2 separate regions of the Macaca mulatta genome follow, and region 1 is linked to region 2. Evidence: chromatin contacts called from public Hi-C data. All regions are on one chromosome and are shown on one strand. The core of a region is the stretch at or near the end of the contact, and the rest is flanking DNA. Distances in the headings are between cores, read along the strand shown.

The links. A called contact is a pair of places that touch in the nucleus more often than the background predicts.
Region 1: a Hi-C map of CD4 T cells shows a contact between it and region 2, with 6 times the contacts expected there. The contact joins two enhancer-like sites. A contact is called at or near these places in 3 of 14 Hi-C or Micro-C datasets (CD4 T cells, fibroblasts and liver).

Annotation. Positions count from the first base shown.
Region 1 is chr1:43,140,264-43,147,285 of T2T-MMU8v2.0, forward strand. No RefSeq gene overlaps it. Among named protein-coding and RNA genes, the nearest start is that of HMCN1, 34 kb to the right of the region's middle. Within about 2 kb of position 3,383, at least 11 of the 40 cell types and tissues checked have an H3K27ac peak or open chromatin away from gene starts, as enhancers often do. A contact at or near this core is called in CD4 T cells, where this site is marked.
Region 2 is chr1:42,694,363-42,701,351 of T2T-MMU8v2.0, forward strand. The region is part of intron 16 of SWT1 (SWT1 RNA endoribonuclease homolog); the gene reads left to right. Among named protein-coding and RNA genes, the nearest start is that of IVNS1ABP, 71 kb to the right of the region's middle. Within about 2 kb of position 2,454, at least 1 of the 40 cell types and tissues checked has an H3K27ac peak or open chromatin away from gene starts, as enhancers often do. A contact at or near this core is called in CD4 T cells, where this site is marked.

The DNA.
Region 1 (7,022 bases), core at 2,133-4,632, 450 kb after region 2:
TTCTCTTTATTTGTTTTGTCTCTGCCAGGCTTTGGTATCAGTATGATGCTGGCCTCATAAAATGAGTTAGGGAGGATTCCCTCTTTTTCTATTGATTGGAATAGTTTCAGAAGGAATGGTACCAGCTCCTCCTTGTACCTCTGGTAGAATTTGGCTGTGAATCCATCTGGTCCTGGACTTTTTTTGGTGGGTAGGCTATTAATTATTGCTTCAATTCCAGAGCCTGTTATTGGTCTATTCAGGGATTAAACTTCTTCCTGGTTTAGTCTTGGGAGACTATATGTGTCCAGGAATTTATCCATTTCTTCTAGGTTTTCTAGTTTATTTGCGTAGAGTTTTTTTTCCAGAATTATATTTTTGGGATTTTGATTTTTAAGGATTTCAACATGTGGGATTATGACATTTGAGATGGTATCTTTCAGGATTATGATTATAATAAATTCCTCCCCAGGGAAGATCCTCAGTCCTATGTTTCCAGAAGTTTGTTCTTAGCTAGTTCTTTTGTAATCCTCATTGGTGTCTTACCTAGAAAACATTTTCCTCTGGGAAATATTTATTCAAGTGGTTCCCGAGAACTGATAAGCCTTTATCACACAAAAATGAAATATCAAATGATGAGTTCAGATACCCATGTGAATGGATCTTTTGGGCCATCTATTTAGCAGCTTCAAAACAAAACAAAGTGCCACTCTGAAGGCTGATTGTGCGACCGTGTGGGTTTGAAATTCATCTAAATCATGTCAAAGTATGGAAGAGACCTTCAACAATTATGTGATCCATCTATAGGTTTTCAGGCACATCAATATTTTGACATCTGAAAAAATGATATTTTTTATTTGCACAAATTTCCACTAAAGAAGGTTACAATGAATAACTAAGCTATTTCATCACAACAAGGTACAATGTACCACCATCTCTCTCTCACCTGGGCTATAACAGTAATGCCCTAAACTGCACTGACTCTTGTTACCATTCTTGCCATTCCTTCCCCCTTTTATTTTATACTCCCCTACACCCAGTAACCTATTTGGCACACTGAAGCCCAAGTGATCTTTTAAAAATGCGAGTTAGATCATGCCAATTCTCTTCTTCAAATCCTTTGGTGGCTTCTCATCCTTCCTAGGATGAAAACGCATATGGTTGACAAGACACTCCGTGATCCTGACTTAGCCATCCTTCCTCCTCACTCTCACCTCCAGCATCTCTGGTCTTTAGTATCTTCCAATGTGCCATCATGTTCCTGTCACTTTATGGCCTTTCCATAGCATCTGAGTGCTTTTATCTGTGCTGCTCCAACCCCCAGTGTCCCTGTGTTACTTAACCTGTATTTTTGGTCCATTGCACCTATCACTCTTTCTCTTTGTTTATATATTTGTGTGCTTATTTGATTAATGTTTGTTTTCCCAACTAGACTATAAAGCTCCATGAAGTAAGGCCTTTGGGCTCTTCTACTCACCAGTATATCCCCAGTGTCACAGAAAGAGTCACATAGTAAGCTCACAGTGAATATTTGCCTAATATATGAATGAGCTATCCCTTTTATCAGCAAACATGTTTTATGCATTAAGTTGAGCCCATTTCCAATTATTAGAAGAGATGGAGAATTGCTATTCACTTTCTTCTAGTTCTGTCTTTGCTTTGGGATGCAATATACTGTTACTTTGGTGAAAATGCACAGATGTCTCATTAACAATGAAATTGGGCAGTATACATTAATTTAAATATCATTAGTTTAGTTAACAGGTGTTGTTAATTTTATTCTTTTTTAAGTTAATTAGTTATTCTTTGTGTTCAAATTCTGATTTGGTGGTTATTGGAAAGGGTTAACTCCACTACATAAGAGCTTTAGTGTTACTCAAATTTTTCCTTGCTAGAAGAAAAAGTTCAGTTTTTGTTGTTGTTGTTGTTTGTTTTTGGTGTAAACAGCAGCATAGAGAAATAAAGCAGCAAGGGACATCTTAATAAATGTTAGAATAAACTTTAAAATGACAATAAAGAAATGGGAATTAGGGATAGGTTTCAAGAAAGAACAAGGGATCTTACGAGAGTTATTTATTTGAAAGGAGAAAGACTGTTCTTTAAGCTGTATCAATCTGTTTTCATTTAATCTAAATCCAAAACAAATACAGATTGTATCCTGACTAAACTTTCTCCCATGACTAGATCTCAGAAAGTATTGCCTACATGTGACCATTTTTCTAATAGTGTATGTAATCTTAAAAATAGTAATCATTTATGAGGTACCATATGCCAGACACCTACATAGAATACTTTATTTGGTTCTCAGTGACAGATATGATTATTATTTCACATTCTAGAAGTAAGGAAACTGTGGTTCAGGGAGGTTAAGCAGTTTGCCCAGACTCATGACTTTGGGCAGATCCAGATTCAAATCCCAAGTTTTGCTGATTGTGAGCCCTATGCTCCTAACTCTTTTGTCTTATTTCCTCTTTAAAATGAGATTCTAACATTTGCTAAAATTTAAGATGTTTTCCCATTTTCACCGGCAAATTACTTAGAGCAGTGGTTCTCCAAATGTAGTCTTCAGATCAGCAGAATCAGCAACACCTAGGAATTTACTAGAAATGTTAATTTTCTGACCTAGCACCAAATTTACCGAATTAGAGACTGGGGGGTGAGAGTGGGATGGGCACAGCAATTTGCATTTTGAGGAGCCCTCCGTGTGATTCTGATGCATGCACAATTTGAGTACCGCTACCTAAATGGAAAATTGAACAGCCCCTATTGCCATCTAAGCTAGTAACTGATCATCTGGCCCCTTGCATTCCAGGGGTCACTTTTGGATAATGTTTCTCACTCACTCACGTTCCTCTGCAAATCAGTAATGGTGATCTGAACGCTTCCTACAGATTTTTGTTTTGAGCCGGTGTTGCTATTTTTGCAAAGGCTCTGCTGGAACTCCTGATCCTCCCGCCTCAGCCTCCCCAGTAGCTGAAACTACAGGCCTGTGTCATTGCACCCGGCTCAAGGATAGATTTTTATTTGTTTGTTTTGTTTTAGAGATAGGGTCTTTCAACGTCGCCCACGCTGTTTCTACAGATTTTGTTTTGGTTTAATATGGTGTCACATAAACTTACACTGGTTAAGTAAACAGGCAACATTTGAACTAAATTTAACTTCAATGTTGTGGTGGTCTGCAAAAGGTCATTGTGCTTCTTGGTTAACATTTTCATGTTTCTCCACTTCTGCTTTCGTCCAGAACAGGAAGCGGAAGTTCTAAACTACTGCGGAGTCGTCTCTTGGTATTTCCGGCCTCGCTGAGACCAGAAAGTAGCGGAAGGGACAAATGTTTCTTGTTAGAGTCCCAATTTGATTTCTAAATCAAGGTGTACAGGATCAAAGGTCTCTTAAGTGCAGATCTCAAACTTTGATCGTTATGTAAATAAGCAACTTGAAACTCTCCTTCACCACTTGTAACACAGGCAGGTGACTGAGATGAGATCAATCAGAGCTGAGGAACGAGGGGAAATTCCCACCTAATAGCTGAGAGCAACAATACTTGAGTTTGTGCTTGCCTTCCCTTTTAATTTTCTAAGGTATAGGTGATCAAAACTCTTAATAAATTGAAGATTGAAGGTCTTAGAATCTGAGTAAGCTAAGAGGATATACAGTTTCCACAAATGAATTCTTTCATTACAATAAAAAATAACAGAGGAACTTTAAGGCATTCGTTCGCTGCCAAGAATTTCAGCTGAGGTTGTGGGTGGCGGAAGAGGGTAGTTAATTTAATTAACTTCTGTTTTGTGATCTCTGAATAAAGGCACCTGGAAATAGAAGCAGAGAGAAAAGATCGTACCATGTTTTCTATCTGTTATTTAGCTTGGATTTTCTGTTTCGATAGTTGGTTGTTTCTATAGGGAAGAATACTTATTCACACTGAAAGAAAGCAAAAGAAATGGATTTTTTTTAAAAAAATAATGAAACTTCTAGATGAGTAAACCCGGAGGATAGTTTGTGAATTAAATAAATGTTTTTGGTGTATAATCAGGGAAACTGATAAAACCCATTCATCTAAAAAGAAGGTGAAAGTTTTCGGCTGTCACCAGGGTCTAACTTGGTAAGTCAGTCCCATTATCACATACCAATGAAATAAAACTAGAGGCGTGTTTTATTCATTCGATTTAGAATCTTTAGAACCACTAGTCCAGTAGTGCTGTCAGGTTAAAGGATTAGTTGTTCAATATAAACCATATATTTGGACTAAAATAATCACATTAGCCTTTGTTAAATGTACTCATGATGAAGTGATATAACAATAGTGTTCTCCCTACTTGAGATTTAAAGCTTGAAATTTCTAATATGATCAATGTCTCCACTTTGCTGTCTGACATAGTACTGCTTAAACCTTCCTCAAATACTTGTATGCCATATATGTTTCTAATCTATATACAATACTACTGATACATAAGCACTGTGTTTTCTTCTAGCTTAAAATAATAAGTCAATTTCCTTAGGATAGGTACAACTGTAACCTTAGATAAGAAGTTTTGGATTCTAAATTGAGCCCTGCTGTGAAAACTAATCTTTGCTTTAGATCTCCACCTTGTGGTTACATGTTTAAAATGTAAATTCTTGTGATTTTATGATCCTGGCTTATAGATTCTTTCAAAAAGAAAGGTAGAATGGATGAACATTTTCTGACAATAACTTGAGACTTATGACTGGATATTTAGAAATTTATAATTCAGATTCAGTGCACTTCAGAATGTTTTCTCTCTGAGACCCTTGTTTACCACTTTTTATTCAACTACCTTGAAAAATTGGTTTTGGATTTCTTAAGGATTGAAGAGGCTTTTAGAGATCATCTTTTGGATTAGTGCTAGTACAGCAGGAGCTAATAGGAGGAACCTCATTAGCGTATCTTTAGTAAACTTGAATGAAGGGAACATATGGGTTTAGAACTTACCACTTCAGAACATTGAGGAAATCTGTAAGAAATACTCCAACATTTCCCTACCACCGTGTGTTTTTAAAAAAAAAAAGAAAAGAAGAAATACCCCAACATGGGGTTTACATTGGTCCAAGAAAAGAAGACAGGTTTCAACTATAACATCCTGTGACTTCATTTTCTAAGTTTCCTCATCACAATATAGAAAAGCTATATGATGTCTGCTGGGTATACAGCAGTGCTCTGTGTAGCTTAAAGAACATGTAGTTCCAGCATGAAGTCCTGCAAGAGTGGGCCTGGTGTGCTGTGTGTGGATCAACTCTAGAGCTCTTTGGATTTATATGAGACTTGATTTACAGAATTTAGTTACAAAGCACAATAATATTTTATTACGTTCATTTGTTTATATATTGTCTTTTTTTTTTTTTTTTAACATTCAACAACAAATATTGGTGACTCCACCTTAAAAACAGACTCAGAATCTACAAACTTCTTGTAATTTCCTCTTTCACAGCAACCAGCTTTATCCTATTAGAACATGAATCAGATTACTGTTACTCCCCTGCTTAAAAACAGGGATTTTCCCTCACTCAGAGGAAAAGCCTACGTTCTCATGGTGGCCATCAAGACCCACTCTAACTGGCCTGTGTTCCCACTCCAACCTCAACTCCTCTATCACCCGTCCTCCTTCTGCTGCAGCTACATGGCCTCCTCGGTGGTCTTGGTACGTAAAGGCCTTTGAGTTACAGTTCAGTCGACTTGGAATACTCTCCTTCCATACACTCACATGGTGTGCTTCCTCCCTCCTTCAGGGTTAGTCAAAACTCATACTTCTTTCTGGCCACCCACCTAAAATTGCAACACTCCTCCTACACTTACAATCCTACTTGACTGCTTTACTTTCTAAGCTTTATCCCACATACTATACATTTTTCTTATGTGTCTCATGTATCATCTGTCTTCTCCCCTACCATGTAAGCGCCACAAATAGTGATTATGCTTGTGTTTTTCACTCTTACTTCTCAGCCCTCACAACAGTGCCTGGCTCAATAAACAAATATTTGCCAAGTGAATGACTGTCTCACCCATTACATCTTTAAGTCCCTTAGGGCCATGTCTTGTTTGCATTTCTAGAACCTAGCATAGTGGCTGGAGTTTAAAAGAGTTTAAATAAATGTTTGCTGGTTAAACGAATCACTGTTGAAGTACCCTCTTAAGGACTGTCAACATATTGTACATATAAATATGAGATGATTGTATTTATTCTTACTGATTTTAAATATTATTTAATATTTTAAATATCATTTAAAAATCTTAAAATCATCTTGGCTACATTTCATTTTTTTTTATTCATTTGATTATTGAGTCACTCTTATTTGAGTACTTAAGACTGTTCGTTTGAAAACTTTTTCTTTCTCTTTCTTTTTTTTTCTTTTTTTTTTTTTTTGGATGGGGCCTTGCTCTGTCACCCAGACTGGTGGCAATGGGGCTATCATAGCTCACTGCAGCCTTGAACTCCTGGGCTCAAGTAATCCTCCTTCCTTAGTCTCTAGTAGCTAGTACTGTAGGCACGTGCTACCATGCTTGGCTAAATTTTTTGGTTTTGCTTTTGCAGAGATGGGTCTCTCTATGTTGCTCAGGCTGGCCTCAAACTCCTGGCCTCAAGAGAACAATTCTCCTGCCTTGGCCTCCCAAAGTGCTGGAATTATAGACACAAGCCACCATGTCCAGCCAAAAACTTCATTCTTAAATATTATTTAAGACTTCTTCCCGTTCCTTTCCTTGACACTATCTACAAGGTGATCTGAAATTTGATGTATGTCGATTTTTGTTTTCTTTTTAAGACAGGGTCATGTTCTATTGCCCATGCTGGAGGCTGGTGGCACCATCATGGCTCACTGCAGCCATGACCTCCCAGACTAAAGCAATCCTTCCACCTCGCCCTCCCAAGTAGCTGGGACCGCAGGTGCATGCCACCATGCCTGGCCAATTTATTTTTTATTTTAAAATTTTTTGTAGAGATAGGGCCTCCCTGTGTCACTCAGGCTGGTCTTGAACTACTGGTCTCAAGCAATCCTCCTACCTTGGTCTCCCAAAATGATGGGATTACAGG
Region 2 (6,989 bases), core at 1,204-3,703:
AACATGGTGAAACCCCGTCTCTACTAAAAAATACAAAAAAAATAGCTGGGCGAGGTGGCGGGCGCCTGTAGTCACAGCTACTCGGGAGGCTGAGGCAGGAGAATGGCGTAAACCCGGGAGGCAGAGCTTGCAGTGAGCAGAGATCCGGCCACTGCACTCCAGCCTGGGTGACAGAGCGAGACTCCGTCTCAAAAAAAAAAAAAAAAAAGAAAACCCCATCATCTCAGCCTCAAATCTCCTTAAGCTGATAAGCAACTTCAGCAAAGTCTCAGTATACAAAATCAATGTGCAAAAATCACAAGCATTCCTTTACAACAATAACAGAGAGCTAAATCAAGAGTGAACTCCCATTCACAGTTGCTACAAAGACAATAAAATACCTAGGAATCCAACTTACAAGGGATGTGAAGGACCTCTTCAAGGAGAACTACAAACCACTGCTCAAAGAAGTAAGAGAGGACACAAACAAATGGAAAAACATTCCATGCTCATGGATGGGAAGAATCAATATCATCAAAATGGCCATACTGCCCAAAGTAATTTATAGATTCAGTGCTATCCCGATCAAGCTACCATTGACTTTCTTCACAGAATTGGAAAAAATGACTTTAAATTTCATATGGAACCAGAAAAGAGCCTGCATAGCCAAGACAATCCTAAGCAAAAAACAAAACAAAACAAAAACCTAAACAATCCTAACAAAGCTGGAGGCATCACGCTACCTGACTTCAAACCATACTAGAAGGCTACAGTAACAAAAACAGCATGGTACTGGTACCAAAACAGAGATATAGACCAATGAAACAGAACAGAGGCCTCAGAAATAACACCACACATCTACAACCATTTGATCTTTGACAAACCTGACAAAAACAAGCAATGGGGAAAGGATTCCCTATTTAATAAATTGTGTTGGGAAAACTGGCTAGCCATATGCAGAAAGCTGAAACTAGATTCCTTCCTTACACCTTACACAAAAATTAACTCAAGATGGATTTAAGACTTAAACATAAGACCTAAAACGATAAAAACTTCAGAAGAAAACCTAGGCAGTACCATTCAGGACATAGGCATGGGCAAAGACTTCATAATTAAAACACCAAAAAACAATGGCAACAAAAGCCAGAATAGACAAATGGGATCTGATTAAAGAGCTTCTGCACAGCAAAAGAAACTATGGTCAGAGAGAACAGGCAACCTACAGAATGGGAGAAAATTTTTGCAACCTACTCATCTGACAAAGGGCTAATATCCAGAATATACAAATAACTTAAACAGATTTACAAGAATAAAATAACCCCATCAAAAGGTGGGTGAAGGATATGAACAGACACTTCTCAAAAGAAGACATTTATGCAGCCAACAAATATGTGAAAAAAGCTAATCGTCACTGGTCATTAGAGAAATGCAAATCAAAAACACAATGAGATACCATCTCATGCCAGTTAGAATGGTGATCATTAAAAAGTCAGGAAGCAACAGATGCTGGAGAGGATGTGGAGAAATAGAATGCTTTTTCACTGTTGGTGGCAATTAGCTCAACCATTGTGGAAGACAGTGTGGCGATTCCTCAAGGGTCTACATCTAGAAATACCATTTGACCCAGCAATCCCATTCCTGGGTATATATCCAAAGGATTACAAATCATTCCACTATAAAGACACATACACACATATGTTTATTGCAGTAGTGTTCACAATAGCAAAGACTCGAAACCAACCCTAATGCCTATCAGTGGTAGACTGGATGAAGAAAATGTGGCACATATACACCATGGAATACTATGCAGCCATAAAAAAGGATGAGTTCATGTCCTTTGCAGGGAGATGGATGACTCTGGGAACCATCATTCTCAGCAAACTACTACAAGAACAGAAAACCAAATGCCACATGTTCTCACTCGTAAGTGGGAATTTAACAATGAGAATACATGGACACAGGGAGGGGAACATCACACAGTGGGGCCTGTTGGGGGGCGGGGTCTAGGGGAGGAATAGCATTAGGAGAAATACCTAATGTAGATGATGGGTTAATGGGTGTAGCAGACCACCATGGCACGTGTATACCTATGTAAGAAACCTGCCCGTTCTGCACATGTACCCCAGAACTTAAAGTATAATAAATAATATAATAATAATAATAACAGTATTCAGGCCCTACCTTAATCCTATTAAATCTGAATCTGAGAATGGGACATGGTCAGACATTTCTACAGACTCCCCAAGTGATGTGGGCGGGAGCAGGGTTAAGAAGGTTTAGCATGTATTGCTTACATAAGCAGTATCTAAAATAAATAATTACTTGAATTTTAAGGCTAATATAATTTGTTTCTCTTTCATCTTAAGGACATCTAGCACTAGGGATAAGAAAAGATTGGTAGCTCTGCTACCTTTTAGCATGTGACCTGGGGTAATTTTTTTTTAGACAGAGTGTTACTCTGTTTCCCAGGCTGGAGTATAGTGGAGCGATCATGGCTCACTGTAACCTCAAATTCCTGAACTCAGGCAATCTAATTTAAATAAAAATATCTGTAGGTATTTGTGTAGAGCAAGGAGGTTGTATTTTTAAGCTTTCCAGGGCATTTGTGTGCAGGTGGTGAGAGATCACATTTAATAAAACTAATGCACTTTTTTGTAATGTTACATTAGAGAATGCTTTCTCTTGAGCTACCAGTAGGGGGCATTGTGAATTAACTGGTTTGCTTATCTCACCATTCACTTAATAGGAAACTACAAAATTGTGAAGTTTTTTTTTTTTTTTTTTAAACCCTGCAGATAATAGGCATTTAAATTAAAATTTAATAAAAGGTAATAATTATTTTTTCAAGTGTGCATGTAGTGCTTAAAATCTTTCAAGAAAGAAAATCATGTTAAAAGAAGCTCAGTTTAAAAATTTATTTTTGCTAAATATTGATTTAAAATTTTGTAAACACTGAAATTGCACACAATTTATAGTGACTGAAAATTAGCATTTTTGATGCTTGCTAAAATGACCTAGTATCATTTGGTTTTGAGATATATACTCTGGGATTATATGTTAGCTCTATTCCCTTCTGTTTTAAAAATAGTAGATCATATATACTGTTACATTGGGGCTCAATAATTGACCTTTAGCTTGGCCTTTCAGTTAAAGAAGTGAATGAAAATATATTTGATAGACTAACAGCTTTGGGTTCTAGTTCTAGATTTATCCCCTTGTAGCTGACTTTGGGCATGTCATTTACCCTCTAAGTCACAGTTCCTTTCCTTGTTAAATGAGAATCCTGGTACCTTCTTTAGAAGAGTGTATGAAATGATGTATGTGAAAATACTTTCTGACTATGTTTACATGCCCTAATCTTGCTTTTTCCTTAAAGCTGATATGTTAAGTTTGAAATGTTTAAAATGTGTACTTCAGTTTTAAGAAAGCTCTAAACATGATTGTGGTTAAGATTGAAAATATTAGTGGAGCAGTTGTTGGTACAGTTATACATTTGACAGCAAAATACCTAATTTTGCAAAGTTTGAAAAAGGGTGAGGATTTTGCAAATTCCTGTATTTTCTGAACACTTTCTTTTTGGGTAGGAGAAGAACTTTAATTAGCTTATTTGCTATTCGTTTAGAAATTACTTCTCTCCTCATCTTTTCTTTTATATGTATTAATTTGAGGACTTTTGTTAATAGTTTTCTTATCTAACCACTAGATAGCCAAGGACAATGTTGATCATTTTTTTTTTCAGATAGAAGTGTTTTAAGATTTATTTTTGGTCAGTACTACATAGTCTTAATTTATACTTTTGTAAACTTATGTCTAGATTGATCAAGTAACTCTTAAGACCACAGAAACCTTTTGCTTAGTATATAAACATGATAAAGTTTCATTTGGAGCAAAAATTAATTGGAGAGTTGTATTGCAAATTTCTAAAAATAGGGAAAGTTCTACTTTGTGTATTGATCAAAAAACATTGTCTACATATATTTTTGCTTAAACTGTCATCTTTACAGAGTTAACTAAACAGGTCATGTAATCCAACTCTGAGGCGCACTGTAAATGCGTGCAGCTTCAACTTGAAAGCTAATATTCAAAGCAACAGTACAAGTGTTTTAGATATGTTTCTGTGTCTGTGAAATAGATAATGAGCTACCTGATTTAGAAGCTGAGAAGAAGGAGGGTGAAGGTGAGAAACTTTAACTTGCTTAGGTTTTATGTTTGTATTTCATCTTTATAAAATAAGGTTGAAATTATTTTTAAAAAACAAAAGGTAGTATTTTAAATCCAAAAATATACTAGTTTATGCCCAAATATGTTTGGTTTAACATGTAAAACTTTGCATATGTGAGTTTCATGAACTCAAGTAGCTTTATTTGAAATGTTTGAGATAATGAGTGGTTTCTTGGTTTATTATTTTGAATCATATATGGGGTGGGAAAGAGGCAGAGGGAATTTCTGTTCCTTTAAAATAGGCACATTTTGAGGACATGCTTTTATATTAAAAGCTATCTCAAGTGTATATAGCTTAGTTTTTTTCTAGGTGTCATTTTGTTTGGTCGTATTTAAATTTAGCAATAAATGACTGCTAACTGTTGTGTTTGGACATGATCATATGCTGCATGGGCATTTGTACTTCATCGTAGAACAGGATTTTGGAAAATAAAACCTCAGTTTCGATTTAGGAAAGGAAAATGATTAATTTTTATTGAGTTTCATCTTCAAAGTTTTAATAACCTCTATCGCGTTCTTGTGGCTTTAGTTTGAAATACTTTAGACAGCTGTTTTTCTAAAATAATTGCAGTCATGAAGTTGGGGGTTTTTTGGTGTGATTTACATATATTTTCTGTTTTATTATTAAACCTATAAAAATTAATTTTCCTATCCCCTATCCCATTTTAACATAAGAACAGACCGTATATGGTATATTTATGGATTATTTCTGGGAAAAGAAACCTTAAAATCACAGTAGCTTTTCAGATCCACTAATATGCTTCAAAGATACTAATTTTTGCTTTTGAGATAAAATGTTATTAACTTAGCCTCTTTAACTTACTGTAAATGTTGATAGTTGACCTCTTAAGATTTTAGAAAAGGTTATTTAGAATTGGTCATCCTTTAGTTTACACAAAGGTAACACACTTTAGGCTACTTCTTTAAACTAGTTGTTGAAACTAAAGGTTCTGTCAGAGGCATGCTAATGTGTAGAAAATAAAGACCTTAAAAACTTCATCCTTTGAAGTTTAGAAGTGATTTTTTTAAACTCTGAACTCATTGCAGTGTGCAAAATATTCAGCCGTCATTATCTAGAGTGGAGGGGTTTATTCATGTTTGTGTCTGACCTACTTTCTTTGAGGCTTGGCCTTTTCACCTTTAGATAATTAGGCTTCACCTCCCACCCTTCTGCTAGGGTTTCATGGCTCCTCAGATGTCACTGCGTTACCTTTTCAGACTTTCAACACACTCCTTGTCCTTTCACCACCAAGTATATCAGTTGCTTTGTAGAGTAAGAAAAAATAATACAATTTATTGTTTAAAAATGAAAATACTTTGTTGCTTCATCCTTCATGCCACCATTTTGTAAAAAATAGTTTTATTTTTTATAATTTATTTTATAATCAGCTCCCTAATACTTTGAATGACTCTAGCACAGAAACTGTCTTACTTTTCTGTATCTGGAGCCTTGTACAGGTAATGACACGAAGTAGATGGTCAGTAAGTGATTACTGAATGAGTGTTTTATAGTCTTTGTGATAGAAGGCGACTTCTTTTAAGGCTGAATGCTAATTGTACTACATTATGACATTAGATGAATAGCTAATGTAGAGGTTTTAAAAGGTATAGAAGAGAGATGAGCAAGCTACGAAAGGTTAAAGAATAAGAAAATCAATTAAGAGGAAGGAGAAAGACTGGGAGAGAGAGAGAGATTAAGAAGATTAAAAAGGCATTTATGTCTAGAGCAGATGATGAAGCCTCCAGTAATTCACCCAAATGTCTCTTCGGGTTACATTGTTATCCTTGATTACTTTATCAAAGATAGATTATTACTTATAGATTACTCTCTAGATCAACTATGTAAATTAGGGCTAGTAGAAGGAAAGATAGGATCTAGGAAGAGTTAGACTCAAGGAGTATAAGCAGACAGTTCTTTTTATATTATAGACTTATATAACATCATATATGTAAAATATAGACAGTTATTAATAGCTTTTGTGGTATAATATTGCAGTTTGACAAATGTAGTTAATGTGTATATCAAATTTTATATGTAATGTGTAACAAAATTTTTATTAAAGTAGCTGATAAAATATGTGGCATTCATGTATCAGTCGGACTGAATTTTTCAGTAACCACCTGATTTTTTTAAACCTGGGTCTGTATGTTACTGAAGATAATAGGTCACTATGACTTAATTTTTAGAATAACTGGATTTCATTTTACATATCTAAAACTCTTGTCTGTGTGTCCCAGCATTTGTCATTCAAGAATTGGAAATAAAGACCTTTTATTTACCTTAAATATCAGCGGAGAAATGTTGTAGTTATTCCCACTGCCCCTAGAGTGGACTTAGGTGTTAGTGTTCCCTTGGCCAGTATAATTCAGTTTTGGATGACAGAGTTAAATGTATCCCATCATAAATTCTCAAATCACATCCAAATTAAGCAATTGAATATAATATGAAGATTACTTCTTGAAGATAACATATTTTAACTTGTTTATGGAGTTTTTATTCATAATCTATTCTTTTATTTAAATTCTTGTTTTATACCTGACTAATCTACCTAATGACTTATTGTTCTGATATTTAATTAAAATTCCTTGCTATTAAGTCTTGTTTTAAGAAATGCTAAAACCACCAGATGGAATAAATGACCTAATAAGTCAGTGATGTTAAACACCAGTAAAAGAAATGAAATTAGGGAGAAATCAATTGAAGGTTCTGAATAAGGGCTATCATAATAATTTTATCTTAAATAACAAGTATATAGTAAGTATATGGGATAAAGCCAGATGATCAGTTC